Linked DNA regions of Arachis hypogaea: region 1 is linked to region 2. Evidence: chromatin contacts called from public Hi-C data. All regions are on one chromosome and are shown on one strand. The core of a region is the stretch at or near the end of the contact, and the rest is flanking DNA. Distances in the headings are between cores, read along the strand shown.

Region 1 (5,769 bases), core at 2,344-4,843, 150 kb before region 2:
CAGTGTGTATCGGATGGGATTCACACCACCGATACCGGAGGGCTTCTGGCCACCTTACGACGGGCCCACCGTGATTCCGGACCCTGCCAAGAGGCGTGCCAGAGAGGGTCGTCCGAGATCCACTAGGATACGGACGAATATGGACGAGGCAGATCCGAACCGGCCAAAGAGGTGTGGCCTCTGTCGCCAACCCGGACACACCCGTTGGAGTTGCCCACAGCTTGGAGGATCGTCTCACACGGGGGGCCAGTAGTAGCGATGTTGTTACTGTTAGTGCTTATTGATTTTTATTTTTCCTGTTACATGTTATGTTAGAGGACTTATGTAATCTGTTGATCTTTTCACCTTCTAGTAATGAAAAAAGTTGTTTCTGAATTTGAGTATAGCTAGAAATCCCATAAATGCAAAAGTTGATAACTATAGTGTTATATGATTCAATGATAATACATATTCACTAATCCACTAGGTAAATACCAGATTTTGAAGTACAATAAGATTAAGAAACAACAAGGAAAAACAGCTCTAAAGTAACAACAGTAGTCCACATGGGTATCATACATGAATGAACCCTAACGTCCAAAATACATGAAAAGTAAATCATCTAAACAAGTGGGAGCCTGTCCCACAATGACGGGGTACCCGTGGCCTCTGACCTTTGCGGATAAACGGCTCCTCATCCTCTATCTCATCCGCGTCTTCATGCGGGGCAGGCTGTGCGGGTGGCGCAAAATGGACAGGTGCGGCAGACGGCCCGGCGACAGACTCTGATGCAGCGGTGTAGGCGGAAGGTGGGGTACCTCCCAAACCAAACTGGTCACCTACAGGTGTCGTAGCAGGCTCGTTCAGATCAACATCTAAGGGTGCCTGCGTGCCGGGGGTCTGAGCACGCCTCCTGCCCGGCTCGTCCTCCTACATGATAGCCGTAATCTCCTCTAGAAACCGTGGACTGCCGAAGTCCGCATCAAGCGTATCTGCGCCAAGGAAGTCCTGCCACTGTGATCCGGGAATAACCCATGGAGTGCCGTCCTGCTGAGGCTGGTCGTCGGCGGGTACTCCAACAAAGTAATGTCCAAAAGGTCCCGACCCAAGTCCAGCGTCACTAGGCTTAGTCCCGTCACCCATCCCTGAGCCATACCACTCACCTCCGTGCACCCCATCCTGGGTACTAAAACCAGCAACTGCAGCCGCCCCTGCACCATCCCCGCCCTCGGGCCCATTCTGATCATCGTCATCGTCCTCAGGGTCAGGCGCAGCGGCATGAACCGCATCACGCCCTCTACCTCTGCCTGGCTGGCCTCGTCGTCGACCCCCAGTGGGGCCGGCCTCGTCATCATCCTCCATAGCACGCTCAAGCCACCCCCAGTCACGCTGGCTACGCCGTGTTCCCACGCGAGCTCTCCTCTCAACCCGCCGCCTGTCCGGCACGTCGTCAGGACAATCCATCTCAGGAACTCGCCCAGCTCCCCGCTGTGAGGCCTCAACAGGAATAGCAACGGCTCTTGGATCTCCCAACTGCGGATCCGGAGACAAGAACCTCTTCCCATGCTGACTCCACCACTCCAGGAACTCATGCGACGGACCAGGGTCAGCAACAACATCGAACCTCAGCACGCTCTCCGTACGAGACTCCCAATAGAGATGCCACTTCTGCAAATGGTAGGGGAATCATCGATCGCCGCCTCTGCCGTCCTTCGACATCAGAAAGTCGATGTTCAGGGCGGGATGTGGACGGGGCTGCACCCCTCCAAACTGCGGAAGAACCCTATCTATCTGATGCCACTCTATGACGGCAAAGTAGATAAGCGACGTAACAGACCGCCAAAGCACCATATGCCGAGGCTCCAAAACCTCGGGATGCACGACCTGAAGTACGTCGGTGCTGCTGTACGGCATCCAGATAAACTGCACCAAGAACTATACAGTGTCAGGGCAACTCATGAACCCAACTCGTAAAGCGTGGTTAAATAAAGAAACTTATTAAGTAACATACTGACCTCTCTATCCTGCAACCGGTCTATCCAGAGCCTCCACATCTGAACTCTAGGACTCTTCTCGCTACTGGAAGGGATGTAACCTGACCACCTGCATCATGCACATGTCTTACCGCTACTTAAATGTGTGCTTAGGGTATCCAATACATTATAAATGAACACGTAGTTATGTATAGTAAATTGAAATAGACAAGGCTTAGTACAGTACCTCGAGGCCAATGGCCAGCTGAACGTCTCAAATCCTGCAGGCCTAAACCGAGAAAATCGCCAGAAAATTCATGACTGAAGTAGCTGAAGTGGGCCCGCTAGCTTGATAACATTTCTGTTCGCCACTCGGCACATGCACCGGTACAACCAGGCCAGTGCTGCAGAACCCCAGCTGTAGGTCCCCATCTCCTCCAGCCTAGCTACAAACGGAAGCCATCTGATGTGAATGCGGTTGCCGGACTTGTTCGCAAACAGCTGCGTGCCCAACAACATCATGATGTACGCACGGGCATATCGACGCACAGTATCCTCATCAGCTCCCTCCGGGCACTCACCAAAAGTCTCCTGAAACCAACTGCAGTTGACCGCGTACTTCTGAACCTGGCTAGAAGGAGGTACCACTCCAAGCAACTCCTCGAACCAAACCCAGGCTGGACGGCCACCCTCGATGTATATCTGGAACTCTGATAGGCAGCCGCTGACGTAACGCCCGTCCACTGGCAAACCCAGCTGGTATGCCACGTCCTGGAGTGTGATCGTGCACTCTCCGAACGGCATATGAAACGTGTGCGTCTCCGGACGCCATCGCTCGACGAACGCACTGACAAGGGCCTCGTCCAACCGGAACCATCTATCGTTCAGCCTTGCAAGATGGTAAAGACCTGCCATCTGCAGGTACATAACGTATCTGTCATAGAAGAGCATGCCCTGCTGCCGCCGCATGCTCCTGATGCATCGCTGAGGCTGCGGAAGAAATGAACCGCATTATTAGAACCAACTTAATTACCAGTGACAAACATAATCAACACGATAATTGATAAACCCAAAATTCGTACTAAATATGACCGCTTAAAAATCCAAGAACAAGAACCACTTGCATAAACAACTAACATAAGAAACCAGCATAAACCACTGACATGAAAGATCTAACATAAAACAACCACAACTAAACCGCTAACATAAACCACTAACATAAACCGTTAATGTAAACCACTTACATAAACCACTAATATAAACCACTAACATAAACCATTAACATAAACCACTAACATAAACCACTAACATAAACCATTAACAGAAACCACTAACATAAACCACTAACATAAACCACCAACTAAACCACCATCTAACCCGCATGCAAAACCACTAACTCACATGTACCGGTAGAACAAAGTTATTTCCGTACTAACCTCCTCGTTGATGACCCCAGCTATATGGGCGACTCCGTCCAAGCGATATAACCGTGCCGGATCGTCCCCCATCAGCAGAGTATTCCGTTCAGGTCTTTGTCGGAGAGAATCTGGGTCGTTTTCTCTGAGATTTGGTGGGGTAGTAGAAGGTGAGAATGGTTTGAATGAGGCTGATTCAAACTCCTTATATAGCCCAATCACTAATAATTCGAACCAGGGTGGTTCGAATTACTAAGAACCCAGCATAAGTGTAATTCGAACCAGGGTGGTTCGAATTACTTGAAGACCTAACTTACCTATAATTCGAACTGGCTTGGTTCGAATTACATGCAATGCTAGTTCGAACCAGGCTGGTTCGATTTAGCTTCAAGTCTTTCTTGGTAATTCGAACTGACCTGGTTCGATTTATTGCTAAATGCAGTTCGAACTAGCCTGGTTCGAATTACATTAAAATACGATTTGGCTCATTGCTGAATCGAATTTCAGTTTGGCTTATATACGTAAATTTAAAGTGATGTTGGCTTATTATGGTGTTTTGCCCTCATCTTTTAAAATAACAGAAGAATAATTTTGTCTGATGAGACTAATTTCTGAAGATCTCTAGAAAATAGAAATTTATTGGAGGAGCAAAGTGTTTGATATAAAATTTCTTAAAATTTAACTTGGGTGTTTATTATTATTATTATGGAAGATTCCTAAGTGAGTTGAAAATAGAGGTTAAATCAAGAAACTATTTTTGATAGATTATAAAATTGATTGTGCAGTACACGCAGATAAGGAGATTATTTTGTTCTTTTTGTCTTGTCTCGAAGTATCGAAACAGAAGATGATGATGCAGAGATGATAAATAGAGAATGAATAACATCACGATATATTCTGGTTTGGTTACGAAGTACAATACGACCTACATTCAATTTCTACTTTCTACCATAAACATATATTCTGGTTTGGTTACGAAGTGCAATACGATCTACATTCAATTTCTACTTTCTACCATAAACATTGGTAAAATTTTTACTATAAGCAAGATTGATTATAATTACCAATTTCAAGATATTCACACTTTTATTACTAATCTAAGCTATCCAAACTTAGTAACTTTTAAGTGTTAACTTAAATAAGGAAAATCAAGTATACTCTAATTTCAGTACACTTTCGAAAATAATCACTCAAATAAAAGTATAAAATTATTTTTGTATGGTTAACTCACTTTTCCTTTTATATCTCTCAATATAAATTTAATTTTAAAAATAGAAAAATTAGAACACACTCAATAACAAGAAATAAAGTTATATCAGCAAAGGCTATGTTTTTTTATGTTGAATCGGTTACCTTCTTCCTTGAACAGAACTTCGTATATAAGACTTGTTGATATGATCTTCAGTGATAGAAATCATTGCCTTATTTGCCGAAGTAGCTGTTGCACTCTTTAATACCATAGCCATTAGCTTTGAGTGAAAATAACTTTATTGTTTGGTTTGACAGTAATGTGCGACAATTTCTCTATTGTAAAGCAATCTGATTCTTGAAGATAATTGTCAATTATGTGTTGTTTTGTACGAAATCATGGATTGTTTGATTGTGAAACTTAATTGCTTATTTATTAATACCTACAATGTTTATAAATAAGTTAAAATAAAAAAATATCAATTATATTTGTTATCACAAGGATTAGTAACCAAATCATGACTCAACAATTATTATTATTATTATTATTATTATTATTATTATTATTATTATTATTATTATTATTATTATTATTGAGGATATCCTTTTCTTTAGAGATAGTTTTTGCAAGTGAGCGAGATCATTCTGACCAATTTTGTTTAAAAATTCGCCAGTTGTCTTTTGTGAGCAAAATGTTTGATGGATATAAAATGTCAGATAGATAGATAGATAGATAGAAGAGTAAAATTGGCTATAAGTTGATATGGCAATAAACTTCAAATTTACAAATGTACTGGCCTATAGTTAACACACACCCCATGATTGCTAGAGTTTAACATATAGACAAGACTACTATTCTATTAGTATATGTTGGGTGAGGGGCCAAAATAGAGTGAAATTTTATATGAATGAGTGGATTTTGGCGTTTAGGGAACTCATCCACAAAATTTTTGATCTATTTTGATCCCAACAAAACATTCTAAACTGCATTGGCTCTCAACTAAAGGAACGACGAGGTGAGAAGATGCGAAGAGGTGAGAGCATCCCCATGAAGCCGCCAGGCGAGGCGAGACCATCGATGGACTGATGCTTAAGCTTGGTGAAACCGTCATGTTGCGGCCGTTTCATACCACTATTGATGCGTCCTTGGAATGTTCCACACTTGACGAAATTCTTCACCCACGACTTCTTCTTTTTGCTACTCTGGTCCCCTG
Region 2 (5,399 bases), core at 1,219-3,718:
TTCAGAAGTAGGATAGAAAAAATAGGAATAGATCGGTTATTCATATATCATTGTGTTTCTCTAAATTCGACAATTTTACAAGTTGGGCGTCTGGCCTCGTTAAAACCCTCCTTAGGTAAAACCCTTATATGGGAAAAAAACCGCTAAGGGGGAAAAAGTGTACCTTTATCCGCGGATTTGTACAAGTTATGATATATACAACTTTAATGAAGATATATTCCAGTTTCTTGATAATGGGTCGCCTTACAGTGTTTGGAGTTGGTAAGCCCCCACTCCGAGCACTTTTGAAATCCGAAATGGTCCTTCCCAATTTGCGGTGAGTTTCCCGTGAGATGGGGGTCGTCTTGCCTCCTCGGTTCTCTGAGGACCAGGTCACCTTCGTTGAACGTCCTGGGTACTACTCTTTTGTTGTGCCTTATTTCTACTTGTTGTTTCATTGCTCTTTGTTTAATAGCAGCGATGTCCCTATCTTCCTCCACGAGGTCTAGCTCGGCCTTTCTTGTATCTATATTATGATTGTGATGGTAAAACTCGAACCTTAGTGTGGGGATGCTGACCTCGACTAGTATCAGGGCCTCTGTTCCATAGACAAGTTTGAATGGGGTTTCGCCTGTTGTAGTTTGTATCGTCGTGTTATAGCTCCATAGTATTTCTGGGATCAAATCTGCCCATTCACCTTTTGCATCGCTGAGCTTTTTTCTCATTGCCTGCAATATTATTCGGTTAGCAGCTTCGGCTTGCCCAGTTGTTTGTGGGTGTTCGACCGAGCTAAAATGGTGCTGTATGTTAAAATTTTTCAAAAATGATGCAAGTATATTATCTGTAAATTGTCTACCATTATCCGATATTATTTCCCTTGGTATTCCGAACCGGCATATGATGTTTTTCCATATGAAAGATCGTACCTTCTCAGCCGTTATTCTTGCTAGTGATTGTGCTTCTATCCATTTTAAGAAATAATCTATTGAAACCAAAAGAAATTTTACCTCACCTAGCGCTATTGGAAATGGGCCGAGGATATCGAGCCCCCATCTGTAGAAAGGCCAGCTTACTTCCATACTGTGCATTACCTCAGCGGGCTTCATGGAGATAGCGGCATGCTTTTGACAGTTGTCGCAGGTTTTGACCTTTGTTATGCTGTCTCTCTTCATCGTTGGCCAGTAATATCCTGTTCGGATAATCTTTGTTGCCAGAGCTTGTCCTCCTATGTGGTTTTCACATACGCCCTCGTGGACCTCGTTCATTACTTCATTTGCTTTGTCTTTGCCGAGGCATTTCAGTAATGGGTATGAGAAACCACGCCTGTATAGCTCTCCTGATACTGTTGTAAAAAGACTTGCTTTTTGTCTAAAGTTTTGAGGGTTGGTCTTGTTGTTGGGTATGATTCCTACTTTAATGTATTAAAGAAAAGGTATTCTCCAGTCATTTGTATGAATGGTGTTTATCATGTACAATGATTCGATGCTAGGTTTTTCTAGTGTAAGTTGTGATAGTGTCGATGTGTGTGTGCTTGCTCTAGTGGTAGCGAGCTTAGATAATATATCTGCCCTATTGTTGTTCTCTCTATGCACGTGTAATATGATAAATTTATCGAATTTTGAAATAAGATCCTTTGCTACGAGCCAATACCGCTCTAACAAAGGATCTTTTACCTGGAAGTCTCCTTTGATTTGTTGAACCACTAAGAGGGAGTCACAATATACTACTAGGCTTTGTACTTGGAAGCTGAGGGCGAGCTTGAGACCTGCTATTAGCGCCTCGTATTCGGCTTGGTTATTGCTTGCTGAGAAGTGGAATTGAAGTGATAGCTCGGCCATTACTGTTTCTCCCTCCTTTAATACTATCCCGTCTCCACTTCCTTCTCGGTTTGATGCGCCATCTACTTGCAATTCCCAAGTCTTCTCGTAGTGTTGCTCATCAGGTGTGAGCTCGAAAACGAAGTCCGCCAGGATTTGTGACTTCAGAGCTGGTCTTGATTGAAACTGAATATCAAACTCAGAAAGTTCGATGGACCACTTGGTCAATCATCCCGCTAGTGCTACGGCTAGTTATTCTATTTTAGGGTATCTTCTTTCTGTTGGCTGCATGACTCTGCTGACAAAGTATACTAGCTTTTGTGTTTTTCCTGCCTCAGTGACAAGAACCGAGCTTATAGAGTAAATGGAAACAGATAAATATAAATATACGAGTTTACCAACTTCTGGGCTTTGTAGTACTGGTGGTGAAGACAGGGTGGCTTTAAGTTTGGCAAATTCCGTCTCGCATTCCTTTGTCCACTCGAATTTTTTACCTTTTGATATCGTTTGGAAAAAGTGATATGATCGGTTTGATACCGTTGGCAAAAATCTTGACAAGGCGGCCACTCTCCGTGCTAGTTGTTGTACTTCCTTTATTGTTTTCAAACTTGCCATATTAAGTATTGCCTCACATTTCTCAGAGTTTGCTTCGATTCCCCGTGAAGTCAGCATAAAGCCGAGAAACTTGCCTCCTTGTACCCCAAAAGCACATTTCTATGGATTGAGTCTCATGTTATATGCTCGAATCTGACTGAATATTTCCTTGAGGTCTTCACAGTGCGATCTTTCTGGTATGGTCTTGGCGACCATATTGTCCACGTAGATTTCCATATTTCGACCTATCTGTTGATGGAATACCTTGTCCATTAGTCGTTGATATGTTGCACCTGCATTCTTTAGACCAAATGGCATTACTCTATAACAAAAATTCCCATGTTCAGTTATGAAAGCTATTTTGCTCTGGTCTTCTGGATGCATAAGGATCTGGTTGTAACCAGAGTATGCATCCATGAAGCTTAAGCTTTTAAATCCTGACACATTATCTACCAGTTTGTCGATACACGGTAGTGGGTAGGCATCTTTCGGACATGCCTTGTTGAGGTTTGTAAAGTCGACGCACATGCACCATTTACCTGAATTTTTTCTTACCATTACCACGTTCGAGAGCCACGTGGTGAAGCAGATTTCCTTGATGAAGTCGGCACTAAGTAACCTCTTAGTTTTTTCTAACGCTGCCTTTGCTTTTTCCGCCCCGAGATTCCTCTTCTTTTGAGCTATAGGTCAGATCGTTCTGTTGATGGAGAGCTTGTGGCAAATGATGTTTGGGTCTATTCCTGGCATATCTGCCGGGGTCCAGGCAAATAGATCGGCGTTGTCTTGTAGTACCTTTATAAGCTCCAATTGTTCTTGTCCTTGAAGGGCTCGGCCGATGTAGGTGAACTGTTCTGATTTCGATGTTAGGGAAACTTTTTGAGCTTGTGCGCTGGTTGAGGTCTTTCTTGGGTGTCCTCTCGAGGGTCGAGCTCTGCTAGGGTTAGTACTTCGTTCGTGCTGTTGATGGCCTTGACCTCTTGTTGGTATTTTTGTCTTGTGTCGATTTTTTTTAGGCTTGCATTGTAACACTGCCGAGCTTGTTGGCGGTCCGAGTGGAGTGTTGCTATCTTGCCATCCTATGCCTGAAACTTAACACATAAATGTAAGATAGACACTACTGCCTTGAACATGTTCAGAGCGGATCTTCCGAGGATAATATTGTAAGAACTGGGACAGTCGACTATAAGATATTGGATATCAATGGTCTATGATAATGGGGTGTCCCCTATTATCGTTTTTAGCCATATATAGCCTTTAATTGGGACCCTTTCTCCAGAGAACCCTACCAGTTCTCCGGATGAAAGTTGCATGGTTCTTTCAGAAAGTTTCATTTTTTGGAATGTAGAATAAAAAAGTACTTCTGCGCTACTACCTGGGTTCAAAAGGACTTTTCTTACCAATAGTTCGCCTATTTGCATGAAAATCACCACTGGATCGTCTAAGTTCGGGATGGCCGAAGACATGTCTGTCTGGCTGAAAGTGATTTTGAGATCGGTTGTATCTTTGTTGCTTGGTGGTACTGTCCCTTCAATTGTCAGCATTGCTCGGTAGCTTTGTTTGTGTGCCGAGTTTGTTTCGCCTCCCCCGGCAAATCCTCCGGATATGCAGTTTATGATCCCTTTTCGGTGGATTAGGGTTGGACCATCTATTGTCATCTTTTTCTTCCGAAGTTTGTCGACGATCTTCTCGGTCTCGAATGTCTTCCTTGTTTCTTCTTCCTTCAACATATTTGTCCAAGAGGCCTTGCCGGGCTAACCTCCCTAGTAAGTCTTTGGCGATCACACATTCGTCCGTCGTCTGCCCATACTTTTGATGGAAAGCACAGTGTTTGCTTTTGTCTACAAATCATTGATCCTGGTAACTTCCTGCCCGGGCTGGAGGTTTTATTATTTTAGCGTTGAGGATCTCTTTTCTTATTTTTTCTCTCTGTGTTGAATCTGGTGTAATTGTCAAATTTTGGGGTGAGCTTGAATGACTTCCTTGGTTCCTTGTTGTTTTGCGATCTTATGGTCTTATCTTCTTCTTTCCTAGGTGTTTTCTGTCCGTTCTTTCGGCCTCACAGAGTTCTTCAATCTCCATTTGTCCGGCTTCTCTTTCTCAAAACTCTTCCAGTGTCTTCGGTTTAGTCACCACGATTGTCTCCCGGAACTTACCGGGTCTGAGGCCGGCCTTAAGGGCATGCAGGTGGACTGCTGGGTCCAGATCTGGTATTTCCATGGTTGCTTCAGCAAATCTGGTCATGTATTCTTTTAAGCTTTCGTGTTATCCTTGCCGGATGGTACCAAGGTAATCCAATCCGTGTACGTATATCCTTGAAGCTGCGAAGTAGTCAATGAAGGACCTTGCCAACTCTTCAAATGAAAAGATCGATCCTACAGACAGCTTAGAAAACCAAAGTAATGCAGCACTATCAAGGTAAGTAGGAAAGGCTCGACAGAGTACAGGTTTATTGTTAGCGCTGTTAAAAAACATCATGGATTGAAATTTTTTAACATGAGCACGGGGGTCACCAATCCCCTTATATGGCTCAAGAGTAGTGGATAGCACGAAATTTTTTGGCATCTGAAAGTTGGTGATCTCTTCGGAGAATGGGTTGTCAAAGGTCAGCTTCTCATTTGGCGGATTGAGGCACAATGGATCGATATTGCTTTGAGTTGAGCCTTTGGAGTTTCCTTCCTCATGCTTTCCGGCATTGTTGTTGACGGTAAGTTCGGCTATCCTTCGGACTTTTGCTTGAAGTTCAGCAATTTGAGCTAAGAGCTCTGCTTGCATGGGTTGATGAACCCCATTGTTAGCCATAGTTAAGGATCGGAGATCCTGTAAAAGAAAAGAAATAAAAAACTAGGTAAAGAAAATAGTGGAGTTAGATGAGTTTTTTTCGGCCCCACGGTAGACGCCAAATGTTCCGTCCGGGCTCAACCGAGGTATAAGACTCCTTTGGCGACTGCTCGGTCTTGGGATGAGCTATATGTCGTCTTGAAGAGGGTGGTGGAAAACCTCGGCAATACG

Evidence for each region. Hi-C and Micro-C count contacts between places; a contact is called where the count stands out from the background.
Region 1: a Hi-C map of leaf shows a contact between it and region 2, with 1.9 times the contacts expected there. The contact joins the promoter of LOC114925061 here to the promoter of LOC112733760 in region 2. A contact is called at or near these places in 2 of 8 Hi-C or Micro-C datasets (both in leaf).

What each region holds. Positions count from the first base shown.
Region 1 is chr13:40,821,067-40,826,835 of arahy.Tifrunner.gnm2.J5K5, reverse strand. LOC114925061 (protein MAIN-LIKE 1-like) reads right to left here and starts at 3,593. Exons shown (of 4, transcript XM_029291581.2): 1 at 3,389-3,593; 2 at 2,200-2,942; 3 at 1,995-2,082; 4 at 431-1,902. The coding sequence starts at 3,460. The coding sequence ends at 2,268. It overlaps LOC112738188 (plant intracellular Ras-group-related LRR protein 1), which reads right to left. Exons shown (of 3, transcript XM_025788527.3): 3 at 5,290-5,769. The coding sequence ends at 5,552.
Region 2 is chr13:40,672,533-40,677,931 of arahy.Tifrunner.gnm2.J5K5, reverse strand. LOC112733760 reads right to left here and starts at 2,468. Exons shown (of 3, transcript XM_025782842.1): 1 at 2,187-2,468; 2 at 1,745-1,982; 3 at 204-1,387. The coding sequence starts at 2,468. The coding sequence ends at 204.